Regions from separate parts of the Columba livia genome. Here region 1 is linked to region 2. The links are chromatin contacts, called in public Hi-C maps. All regions are on one chromosome and are shown on one strand. The core of a region is the stretch at or near the end of the contact, and the rest is flanking DNA. Distances in the headings are between cores, read along the strand shown. Region 1 overlaps LOC135579006 (a long non-coding RNA gene). Region 2 has its middle 110 kb from the start of NT5E.

Evidence for each region. A called contact is a pair of places that touch in the nucleus more often than the background predicts.
Region 1: a contact with region 2 is called in a Hi-C map of crop, with 4 times the contacts expected there. The contact joins two enhancer-like sites. A contact is called at or near these places in 2 of 2 Hi-C or Micro-C datasets (crop and liver).

What each region holds. Positions count from the first base shown.
Region 1 is chr3:37,493,220-37,499,075 of bColLiv1.pat.W.v2, reverse strand. The region is part of intron 2 of LOC135579006 (a long non-coding RNA gene); the gene reads left to right. Among named protein-coding and RNA genes, the nearest start is that of NT5E, 12 kb to the left of the region's middle. Within about 2 kb of position 1,470, at least 2 of the 3 cell types and tissues checked have an H3K27ac peak away from gene starts, as active enhancers do.
Region 2 is chr3:37,391,573-37,397,122 of bColLiv1.pat.W.v2, reverse strand. No RefSeq gene overlaps it. Among named protein-coding and RNA genes, the nearest start is that of NT5E, 110 kb to the left of the region's middle. Within about 2 kb of position 1,417, at least 2 of the 3 cell types and tissues checked have an H3K27ac peak away from gene starts, as active enhancers do.

The DNA of each region.
Region 1 (5,856 bases), core at 221-2,720, 100 kb before region 2:
AGATGATAAGAGTACCCAGCATAACCTGTTTCACATTTTAAATGGAAACCTGTTTGGTTGTTTTTTTTTTTTTTTGTCTTAATTTAGAAGTGCACATTCATTTGAAAGTTTAGCTGATTTATGCTGAAATGGGTGGAAAAGTGTTAAGGTCAAAATAAAAACATCCTTTAAGTTTTTCAGTAGGCTTGATTTGTTTTCTGTTCAGGTTATTGGTTCACAAAAATGTCTAAGGTGTTGCCTTTTTGACTGATTCAAAGCAGGACTTAAAGAGTTCCGTGCTATAAACCTTTCCTGCACAGTTACGCCGCCAGTCGCCAGGGGCGGGTAGGTACAAATTACCGACCAGGCCCACAGATGACAGTGGGCCTCTGGGTGACAACAACCCTGCTTGGGATGAACACAGGAGAGTACAAAACAAACATGGAGAAGCATTTGGGCCATGAGGCAGGATCTGGACTCAAACAAACTTGGATCAAGTCTTCGGGGGTGCCAAGGACACAGACAAGCCCCGAGGCTTGGCGCAGCGCCTCAGCTTCTTCAAAACGGTGGTTTCAGTGGCAGTTCCCGCCCTGGCTGTTTTCACGCTTTTTCTGGTGGTTCTGTGGGCACGGAGCACGCCAGGCGACGACGGGCACCCCGGCTCCAGCGCCTTTGCGCTCCCAGGCACACTTGGTGTCGGAAGCTGCGAAGGCTCCTTGCAAGTGCCGGCCCTGCCTCCGCACCCGCGCAACGCCCCGGCGCAGCTCGCCCCGCCACCCGCGGCACACCTGCGGCACACCTGCGTCCCGCCCGCTGCCTCCCCGCCGCGCCGCGTCCCGCAGCGATCGCGGCCGTGGGCCCCTTGCGGGGCGGATGGCTGCGGGGAGCAGCCGACTCGCCCTCCCCGGGGCTGAGCCGCTATGCCCCAGCTGGCACCGGCGAGGCGAAGCGCCGTGCGGCTGGGAAAGACGGTGGCTCTGCGGGACGCGGCGCACGGCGGCAGGGCGGCAGGGCGCCCGGGCGGGCGGCGGCGGAGGGAGAGCCTGCCCCTCGGGGCGCTTTCCCCCCAGCCTCCATAAGAGGGGGCTCCGGCTCTTCTCGTGGCTCCATCTTTCCGCAGCCGCCTCCTTTCTGCAGTCCGGGGTGACCGGGCGTCCGCGGAGGAGGCTGAAAACTTGGAACGGGATGACAGGCGGGGCAACTTAGCGTGAAACTTAATTAGGCGGCACTTGGTTAATTGGGGGACGTGAGCAGAGGAGAGGAAGCAGCAGTAGGTTTCCCCGTCGCCTGCGGGGGAATTGCTGCTCCCCACTTGCGGGGCTGGTGCCGGGACAGGAGAGGCCGCTCGGCAGAGCTGGAGCCGGGGCGGACAGGGGCGGGAGCCCCTCGTCCGCCTCGGCTCCCGCATGGCCCCAGCCTCCTCCCGGCCTCACCCCGGAGCTCTCCGTCGGCACCCCGGGGTGGAGGAACCCTCAGGGACAAGAGGATCGAGTAGTTTTTCCTTCAGAAAGGGGGAAAACCAGCTTTAGGAACCTCTGTCTGCAAGGGAGCCGCTGTGAGGAGGCCCTCTCCCGCAGGACTGCGGGCTGGGGAGGGAGAGCCCGCAGGGGTCCCGGTGAGCTCCGGGCAGCATGTCCGCTCCTCGGGGTGCTCGCCAGGCTGCTGGGCCTCACACAGGAGGGTCAGGGATCTCTCGAAACGGGTGTTGCTGAGGAGATGCCTCATACTCCGGGTCAGCGTCGTGCAGATCCCAGTCTGTAATCGCAGGTGGAAAAGGGACACTCCACTCATCATTCCCAAGTATCGCTGTATTTCAAAACAATTAGGGTTCTGCAGCAGATGTAAAATCAGAGTAGAAGCTGGCACAGAAAAGGCTTACTGCTGGTCTTTTTTCATCCAAAGCTGTTATCTTCCGCTTTCGTCATCAGAGAGAAAATCTAAAAATGACATTTGGTTTAGATTACAAAAATAACAACAGGATAAAGTAGCCGTGAGAGAGCAGAGCTTGTGTGTCCCTCTTTGCTAGCAGAGTGCAACAGACCTGGGAACAAAATGGCTGCTGCCTTTGCACATCATTAGTGACGATGGAAAAGCAGGGAATATGCACACAGCTCTGCTCCCCAGCTACATCTCTTGATGCCATCCATCCTCCATTGCAAGTCTAAGGAACTGATTTTTGCACTGAAACTTGTTTGCATTTGTAATTTATTAAACAATGTGCAATTCTTAGTATTTTGCCTGACTAAGGGTCTTCAGGTGGTCAGACTAGTATTAACCATAAAATGCAGTTTATGAATATTAGAAGGGTTTGGATATTGCAAATTTGCATTTATTTTCCCAATGTATAATAAAATGTGCAGTTGGTACCAGTTTGGAGGGATTTTGTCTCACCAAAGGTGTTAGCTCCGGTCCTGCTGCTCCCTCAGTTGAGAGACATGAGTATTATGTAGTGGGCAGAGAGGTTGTCTTCACAGAAAGCTCTAAGTCTGTGGCTCTCTTCCAGCTACCAAATCTGTTTTGAAAGGACAGTTGATATTATAGATGGTAGAGTTACAAATAGCCCTGACAATGCTGAATACCTGAAGGACAGGTGAGAGGAAAAAATATATCGATTTCCTGTTTTCTCACAGTTCTGTTGTAGACGTGATATTCTAAGCATGTGAGGCAAGGTTTGTGGAGGGAATTAACATGTTTTATTAGCCTAGCTTATATGGTTGGAAAAACATGTACAAGCTCTTGGGCACATAAGCACTTCTTCAGAGAGCTTGCCTGTTTTTTTCCAGCTATATCCTGTTTTCTGGCATTCTGCTGAATATCTGAATTTCCCAGTGTCCGAATTTGGCAGGGCCTTTCAAGTCCTTTCTCAGAGCCTATTACAGAAATCCTCTACTATATGTTTGAAATTTATTTTAATTTATTTCTTTTAAAACTAGGTATATGCGCAAGCAGTTCTCTGGTGGCATCCCAAATATGGGTGTGTGTGCACCATTAAATATCAATATACAGAACTGAAATGGAAAGATAAATGTGCAAAAATTTCCAACAAAATAAGGTTGGTTATTGGAAGACTGTAAACGTGCAGTGCAGGAAGTGAGAACATTTTGTATTTTGTAGACAATTTAGGATGTGCCACTTTCCGGCCAACTCTGACTTGGCAATACTACATACTAACCATCAGAGGGCACTCCTGATCCTACAAAGAAATAATGCGGTTTGCTAGAACAATAGTGAACAGTCAGACTTTCCTAATCTGGAAACGTGCTTTACATGATTTATATCCCATTGGCATCTGGATTATGAGTCAACAGATGATAAAGTCAGATATTTATGACACCTCCGTTTACCACTCTTTACAGCACAGCGCTAAATACCGTATTACTGATGCACTTGATTTGAAAGTCACTTGCAGCGTAGTAGTTCTAGTGATTTCTTCACAATTTAATACAGTGCTTAGCTCAGGCTGTGAAGGAAGTTTGCTAAAAGAAACGATTAACAATAGGGTCTGTGTTTCTTTAGCAATGTCCTTGGTGTCCATATAAGAGTGTTAGTCCAGGCCAAGATGCTGTGTCTGGTAAAGTATAGTATATTCTTACTAACATTCACCTAGGACCAGCTTTTTGGGCTGTATGTGAGAGGAGAGGCAGTCAGGTAGATTAGGTGTGTGCCTAGCAGAGAAGTGTGGTAAGCTTTAATATTTCCTTTCATATGGTCTTATGCCGCTGCAAATTTTGCCTTGTATGTCCTGTTGTAGGAGTGTCTTCTTTTTTTCCTGTGAGAAACATTCCTAAAGCATGCATTTTATTTTTCCAGTGCACTTCTATCCCCTGTTTGAAAGGGAACACTTTTTTCTCCTTGCAAAGGCAAAAATTTGAAAAAAACAGTGCAATTTCTGATTTTATAGCAGAGTGCTCACAAAAATAACAAATCAACTACCAAAACTTCAAACCATTTTTGTTTTGTTTTGTTTTTCTCCCCCATCCACCTTGATAAGGGTTGCATGTTGTGTATTAGAGTTTTACAAGCCCTGATGACAACCTTTCACTCTTAAGACAGATATGGAAAGCGAGGGGAGCTTGTCATACCTTTTATCTTTTTTATTTTTTTCCCAGCCTCAGCCCCACAGCATATTAGCTTGTTTATTCCTTGAGAACAGGCAATTTCATGCAAGTGGTTACACATACTCTCCTTTAAATGGTGTCAAGACTGCACAGAGGCATATGCAGGAAAAAGGAATATATCCAAGCAGAGGGAACAGTAGGCACTGCGTATGTGTATGATCCAAGACCTCAGGAGTAGGGTTATTGTTTGGTCACTGGTCTGGGCTCTGTACTCATCCCAGTATTTCCATCTGCATTTTTCTGACACTGATGCTGCTGCTTGAACCCAGCAAAAGGTTTCTATTTTAATGGGTAGATCCTGTTGCAGTAATTTTTTTTGAGGAGACAGGTTTGGGCTGTTGTGCCATTCAGTTTAGCTCCAGTACTCTGCTGTTTGAGCTTCAACACCCAGATGGCTTCAACACCGTTGAATTTTCTCCTTGCTACTGTGATGATACAAACTGGATTGACATCTAGCTTGACCTAAAATCCCAAATCCCAGCCCAAATCTGTGAGTCTCTAGTAGAGTTTTGGAGAGAATTTGCTGGCTTTTGCCACTGCCATACTGTGTTGGCTGGTGGCTGGAAAGCTAACATACATAGGCAGTTTCAGAGACACTTCTTAAGTTGCTTGAGTGCAAGAGGAAAAGTTGCCTCCTTCATATTGTCATAAGATGCTTGTTAAATTAGAAGTCATCTGCATACTAAGGCAATGGGCAAATAACACAAAAGAGGTCTGATTACTTATTACTGTGTCTTATATAGATGACAGAAATACCCAGTTTGAGAGTAGAGTTGTTTTTTTTATGACTAAGACTGTCTGTTATGACTAAAAACTTACTGTTGAGTACTTGGGATTTTAGGAAGTACTGCAGTTGAGTCATCTTTGTTGGCAGTGTAGATTCAGAAATGCCTTAAAGTAAGCAAATTCATCCAAAACTTTTCTGTGGCTTGTTAAAATGTCTTCACTGATAGTAAAGAACATGAAAACAAAGTGTGGGTTGGGAGAACTGAAGGGAAGACATGCCAAACGTTGATTTCTCTTCCGCAGGTCAAATGTTTCCAAGATGGGAACAAGATACGTTTTTAATGACCTGGCACAGTCACGGGGAGCTGCCTGAGGACTGTGTGTGTGTATACGCTGCTCTCCTAAAGGTTTACTACAAGCTTGTAGGCACAAATAGCACCTGGGCTGGGTGAGCTTTTGGCTGGATCAAGGATGTGTGATGGCTAAGCTAAGCTGAGCGGTTGTCACCTGTTGGCAGGATACTTGGACTCTTCACTTCAGGACACAGTCAGACACTTAAGTCCCATCTCAGCCTTCTGCCTGGCCCATGGGCAGAGCTGGGCAGCTCTGATGGCTTCTTGAGAGCAACTCAGAGAGTCTGAACAAGACACTGAGCAGGGAGATACCTAAAGGAACAGAGAAGAGGTGGTGTTTTCAGTCAATAGCAAACATAGCCTGAGTGTCCTTAAGTGTGGAGAACTGAGATTTGGGTGAAATCAAAGCTATTAGAATATGGTTCTTCTGCTCAGTAGCTGTCTCTCCCACCTTGAGGAGAGAAGTACACAGCTGAAATGTTGATGGAGAGGCTAAAACTAGTCACACTACTTGTGAGAGGGTTAATACCAAACATACTGTCAGGGGCCAAGAATTGATGTGGACCATTAAGCTTGGTGTGATTAGAAAAGCATAGCCCTCCTGTTTTTACATCACTTCTAACCTTCCCTTAGAAGGACAGTACAACAGGTTTTCTGTCGTTCAGACTTTCAGATTACTG
Region 2 (5,550 bases), core at 168-2,667:
AGAATTTATTTTCACAGCACCTCTTTACTTCCCAGGCTAAGAAACAAGGCCACCGGCCCTTCCCTGCCAGTAACACTGGAGGTTTTGCACTTATTATACATTTGGTGAAACAGTGAAAATTTACTAGATGTTGCAGAAAGAAACAAGGGAAAGTTAAAGCACAGCCTAGAAAAATAAAATGAGTACTGTTTGCATGTACTTTTATTGATTTCTGACAGCCATGTTATTTTCAAGGACAACAGAAGGGAAAAGAATTTCAGTCTTTGAATGGATGAGTGATATACTACCCCCCTTTTTAACTAGTCATATATATATATATTTGTTGTTGTTGTTCTGGTGTATGCATGTGCAGAAGGGTGTCTACCTAATTGGCCTCAAGAGGGGATTAAACTAAATAAAATCACAGTCCACAGGAGGCCTCTAAATATGGCTTTTTAATTTGAAAATTTTTGTGGGTTCCAGTGTAATTCAAGCTTTTCAAGCTTTATTAGTGCAGTCGTTCCTGCAGCTTGCAAAGCTCTCATCTCAGTGAGTTTGATATGCTTGCCCCTACTCAAGCAGAAGACAGAGAGCTCTCTTCAGCTGCAAAACACGCTCTGTGACATAACAAAAGCCCTACTGTAAATAAAACACATGTTAATAACAGTGACAGGAGGCGGCAGAAACCGGCAACGCGCATCCAGGCAGCGACGCCACTCGAAAGCGGTACTAAACGGAGGTAATGACAGTCAGCAAGCATCTATCTACTCTGCCTGTGACAGAGGCGCTGGGAGCAGATAGGAGTAAATACCAGCAATTTTACATGTTCGCTTGTAATAAAAGTCAAAATATGCAGCTTGGTGTAACTAATTGCTGTGGAAGGAGAACGAACCAATCGTGCTTGTTGCTGTGAAACTGTTAATGGAGAACTTATGGAGAGAAAGTCCAAGTTCTCTCGTCCAAATTGGAATGTGAAAGAAATCTGTTGGAAGGTGATGACAGAAATGAAGTAAAACAGTTGTTTCCTGATCCATGTGCCAGATGTGTCACATACTGTGATAAATAAGATCTGCATCTTACACTCCAGAAATTGGGGAATATTACAAGCGTTTATTATAGTGAGGTACAAAAAAATGTACTTGAAATGCTTTGTTTCTCCTGGCACCAAGCAGTGAGAAGTTATTGCACAATGCCTGGAGCTGCTAATTCTTTTGTTTAGGTTCAATCCAACACAGCCTATTAAAAGCTTAAATTCAATTTTATTGTTAAGGTATTTATTAACTGATTATGAAAATACATTAAAGGGCTCATAATTAAACTACTAAATTGTTCCTTACCTTGACGAATCCCCCATTTTCCAAGACTGACTTCCATAGTATAAAATATCAGGGTTTTAATTTAGAGAAGAATGCTGCTCACAGGCAAACCCCAGCTTTTGCTTCAGCTCTTGAGTTGATCCCAGGCTGCCTTGCTGCCCAGAGTATCATGGCAGAAAGCCTAATTGCATTGGTGGCATTTCTTGGGAAGACTGCTCTGGAGGCTTGTGGCATGTTGTCACACATTTGCAGAAATAGCTGTGTGTTGATGTTGGATAACCCACTCTTACTACTCGGGAAAAGTCCCATTGACTTTTGGCCCATATGTCTTTGAAAATGCGCATTGTGAGCAGCTTGCTAGCCCTGTTGAGACTGAAGTCACATGCTTCCAGGCAAAGCACATTCCCAGAGTGAAATGAAGTTCCCAAAGATTTGCTTTCTAAATGCTCCCCCAAATTCAAAGCCTGGGAAGACAGTGGGAGCTGAGTGACTGGATCTCCTACAGTAGATCAGCTTAGGACCTCAGAGAGTCTGCCAACCCTCCAAACCAGTGATTTTATCCAGACAACTACATTGTGTCTTCATCCAGATGACTGATGGTGGGGAGGGGTGGGGTGGGATGGGTGCCGAGACAGCCAAGGTAAATTGAGCCTTTTTGTGTTTTCCCTTTGGAAATTGCTCTGCTCATCAGAAGGGCTGTGTGTCTAGCACCTGCAACAAGGTTAATGAGGAGACTGGGTTGTTTACCCAGAATTCTTACAGCTCTCAGCTGGGAACAAGCAGAAAGTAAATATCTGATTACCACAGGTAGAGATGAAAGCTTGAAACCACTGGTAACTTGTTTTGGGTGAACCTCTACAGTTCCAGGAACTTGATGGTGAACAGCAATTCTCTGAATATGTGATCTGTCTTTAAAACAGAAAACCCATCTCATGGTTGCTATGCCCCTGAAGACCCAGGGAAGTGGTAGATCTCTTTATTCTGGTGCTGTGCCCAGCAGTTCAAGAAACCTTCCCAGCCTGGCTGGGGCTTCAGGCCACTGTTGTGTTCCCTCTGCATGCTTGCTCAGAGTGGGGGTGGGTGTCCCACACGACATTGCACTCTTCCATGGGGACTTTCTGGTCAGGATTCATCTCACATGAATCTAGGCTGAGGTGAACTGCACCCTCCATGTGTCTCTGTCTCTCCTTTGATGATGAACAGGTAATGCTTCATCGCCTGTAGATGAAAACTACCTTGGTTATCATTCATATTTCACAGGGCTACTTCAGAGAGATTGGCTTGAGATGCATTTAAAAAACTGAGATTCACAAAAATGTAGCTTTGGTGATGTGCCAGTATCCTGTCTCAACGTATAAAACCTGTAAGTGATGTAGGTGAGTTCCAGCCGTGAATGTTTCCTAAATCACATTTGTTCCTGCTGCCCAGTTTCCCCACAAAGGAATAGTTGCCTGTGTGTATCCTCAGGATAGTTTTTAACCTTTGCTGTGTAAGTCAGTCTGTCCCACCCTGAAGATGTAACATCATCTATGGTCTTCATCAGCATCCCAACAGCCTTTATTTAGATTTCAGAGGAAAAGGCCTCTGTATCACTTTAAAAATTCTTGGAAACAACTTTGTTCTTAGACTACATCTTCACTGCTGGAAGAGTGTTTGCTTACCCTGTGGTAGGTATCTCACTCTAAAAATTCAGAGCAGCACAGGTAGCTTTTACTTTGAGATAGGTCTTTCACTCCTCCTGGGATTTGACTTCATTATTCATATGAAAGCAAAAGTTCTCTTGCCCTCCCCTCCGTCGATGTTTCCCAGTGAGATAATGAATTTAGCAATCCAACTGGAAACCCCCCCTTTTTTTCTTTTTTTTTTTTTTTTTTTGGCAGAGAAGCTGCAGCTGTAAGTGTTTATGGGAAATAACGATATCTGATTAGTTTTTTTTTTTACACACTAAGCTGCATACCCTCTGCCCTCTGGTAACCTTATTATTTGTTATACTGTTGGAGGCTGTGGAAGAATGGAAAGACTGCAGTTTCTCAGCAGCACAGCTAGAGCTGGCCAGCCTTCCAAAATACAGAGGTGCTGTTGCTGCTCAAAGATATTTTATTGAAGAAAGTGATACTACTTTCAACAAAACCAGGCACAGCCTTACAGTAAGGGCTAGTTAGGAGCCTCAGCAAAATGTTATTGTCATCCAGAGCCATGTTTACCCTTAAGGGACACATTAGAAAAAACAATGAACAATGGGCCATACTGACAGCTTATGGGAGGAAATGAATGAAAGAAATAAAGCTTACTATGCTTTTGTGAAGCTGACACAAAGATAACTGACAAAATTCAGTATGTTACAGCTTTTGTAAATGGCAAAAATATTGATTGTCCTGACTTGTCACAGAAAGTGAAAACACCTATCATGCATGCCAAATATATGAAAAAAAAAATAGGTGATACTTACTGCAGTGAATAGACAGTGATGAATGTGGTGAATAACGCATGATGCACATCGTCTAAGCCAGTGAGTGGATCTCCCTGAGGCAAGGAATATTTTTATGTTGCCTCTATATACTTCATCCTAAATGGAGACTCCAGAATCTAAGATCTAAAGAACAGTCCAGTCTAGCCACTGTCTTAACCTCACAAGCAGCTAAATTCATTAGGTTTTTCCTTCCTTAGGCTGAAGAATCCTGGAGCAATGAATGTTAGTGGTCAAAAGTACCTGTCCTGGGACAAAAACACATCTGCCCCCACACACCCTCTCAAAAGTCTGCTGTGACCTAGAGGTGGTTGGAGAGGAGTCTCAGCTCCAGCTGGGGTCTTGGCAAAGCCCAAGCAAAGAGATGTGGTGGGGATGAAGGAAGCAGGCTGAGGACTCCATCAGCTTCCTGGGACAAAGACCAAAAACTGAAACTAAAAGTCACTCAAGGCAGGCATCCAAAGGGCTGGGTAGATGGGATCCCTCCCAGTGTTACCAGTGACACTGGATTCCAGTCAGGTTCACAAAAAGTCTTGTGCAACAGGGACCATGGACAACAACTTGAGATTATTTATACCAGTGTAGTTCTCAAAGTTTACGCTGTGAATTTATTGGTCTAGCAGAGATAAGCATTGCCAAAAAAAAGTACATTCCTAACTCTGGTTAGATAATCCAACTTTGCTATTTCAATCTGAATTCACTGTGAAAACAAGATGACTTGGGTTTTAGGCTGTGCCTGTATCTCAGCTAGAGGTTTATACAGGATCCTGGAGCAGCTCGCTCTGTTTGCTCTGTCTTTTGGGCTGTTTTTACCTAAGTCAGATAAATTGAAGTAGCGAACTTTAGCATCTGGAAAGCTCTTAAGATCTCCCCAGAGATCTGTCCTTCACATAAGGCTGCACATGGCTCAGAGGACACACAGTTGGGGCAGTGCCCGTGGCTGTAAGAGGTGCCCAGTGTGGTATGGGGGCAGGCGCAGGACCCTACCAGCATGGGGACGACCCGGGGCAGCTTTCCCCTAACCCCTGCTGAGGACTGACAATTCACGTTTCATAGTTTGTATTACTCTTTAGTTTTAGAAAACAAAAGCTTTCCTGTATTTGCAAACACAGCACCAAATGCGGTTCGGGTCACCCCTCAGCGGTGGTGTGTGAAAAGCACAGTGTCTCCAGTACAAACCTGCTCCTGCCGTCAGCTCAACTGAAGAAATGTGCATTGGCGGTTCCCATCCATAGGTGTTACTGAGTGACAGGTAGCGATGGAGGCAGAAAAATGTCAAAGTGTTAGAAAAGTCAATATTATTAAGACCTTGCTCCCCTTGCTTCCCTGTTCCGAGTAGTTTCTTGAGCATAACCAATTAAATTCTTTTTTTATGACCAGTCACAAATGTAGTTTTTATTAGCTGGTTTGCTCAATGATTCAAATGTATAGACCTTATTTCAGTCTCATTTGAGCTGGAGGAAAGCATACAAGGATTTTTGCTGGCTTAAATTAGTGGAACTGCCCCTTTGGCTGAATGACAGGGCCCTTGCCTTGCAGAGCAGAACTCCAGCCCTGTCTCTGACTTTTGCCTGTAAATTAGTTTGTGAAATGGTGTTTATTGCTACATTGGGAGGTTAAGACAGCCTAATTGTATGTTTGTACAGGAGAAAACATCACGCCAGAGCCTTAAGCAATTATTCTTTCCACGTCCCTTCACTGTTTAATCTTGACACCAGAGGGGAAAGGAGACAATTTGTCTTCACCCTACAGTCAATTAACAGTAAAAGTGCAGAATAGCTAATGCAA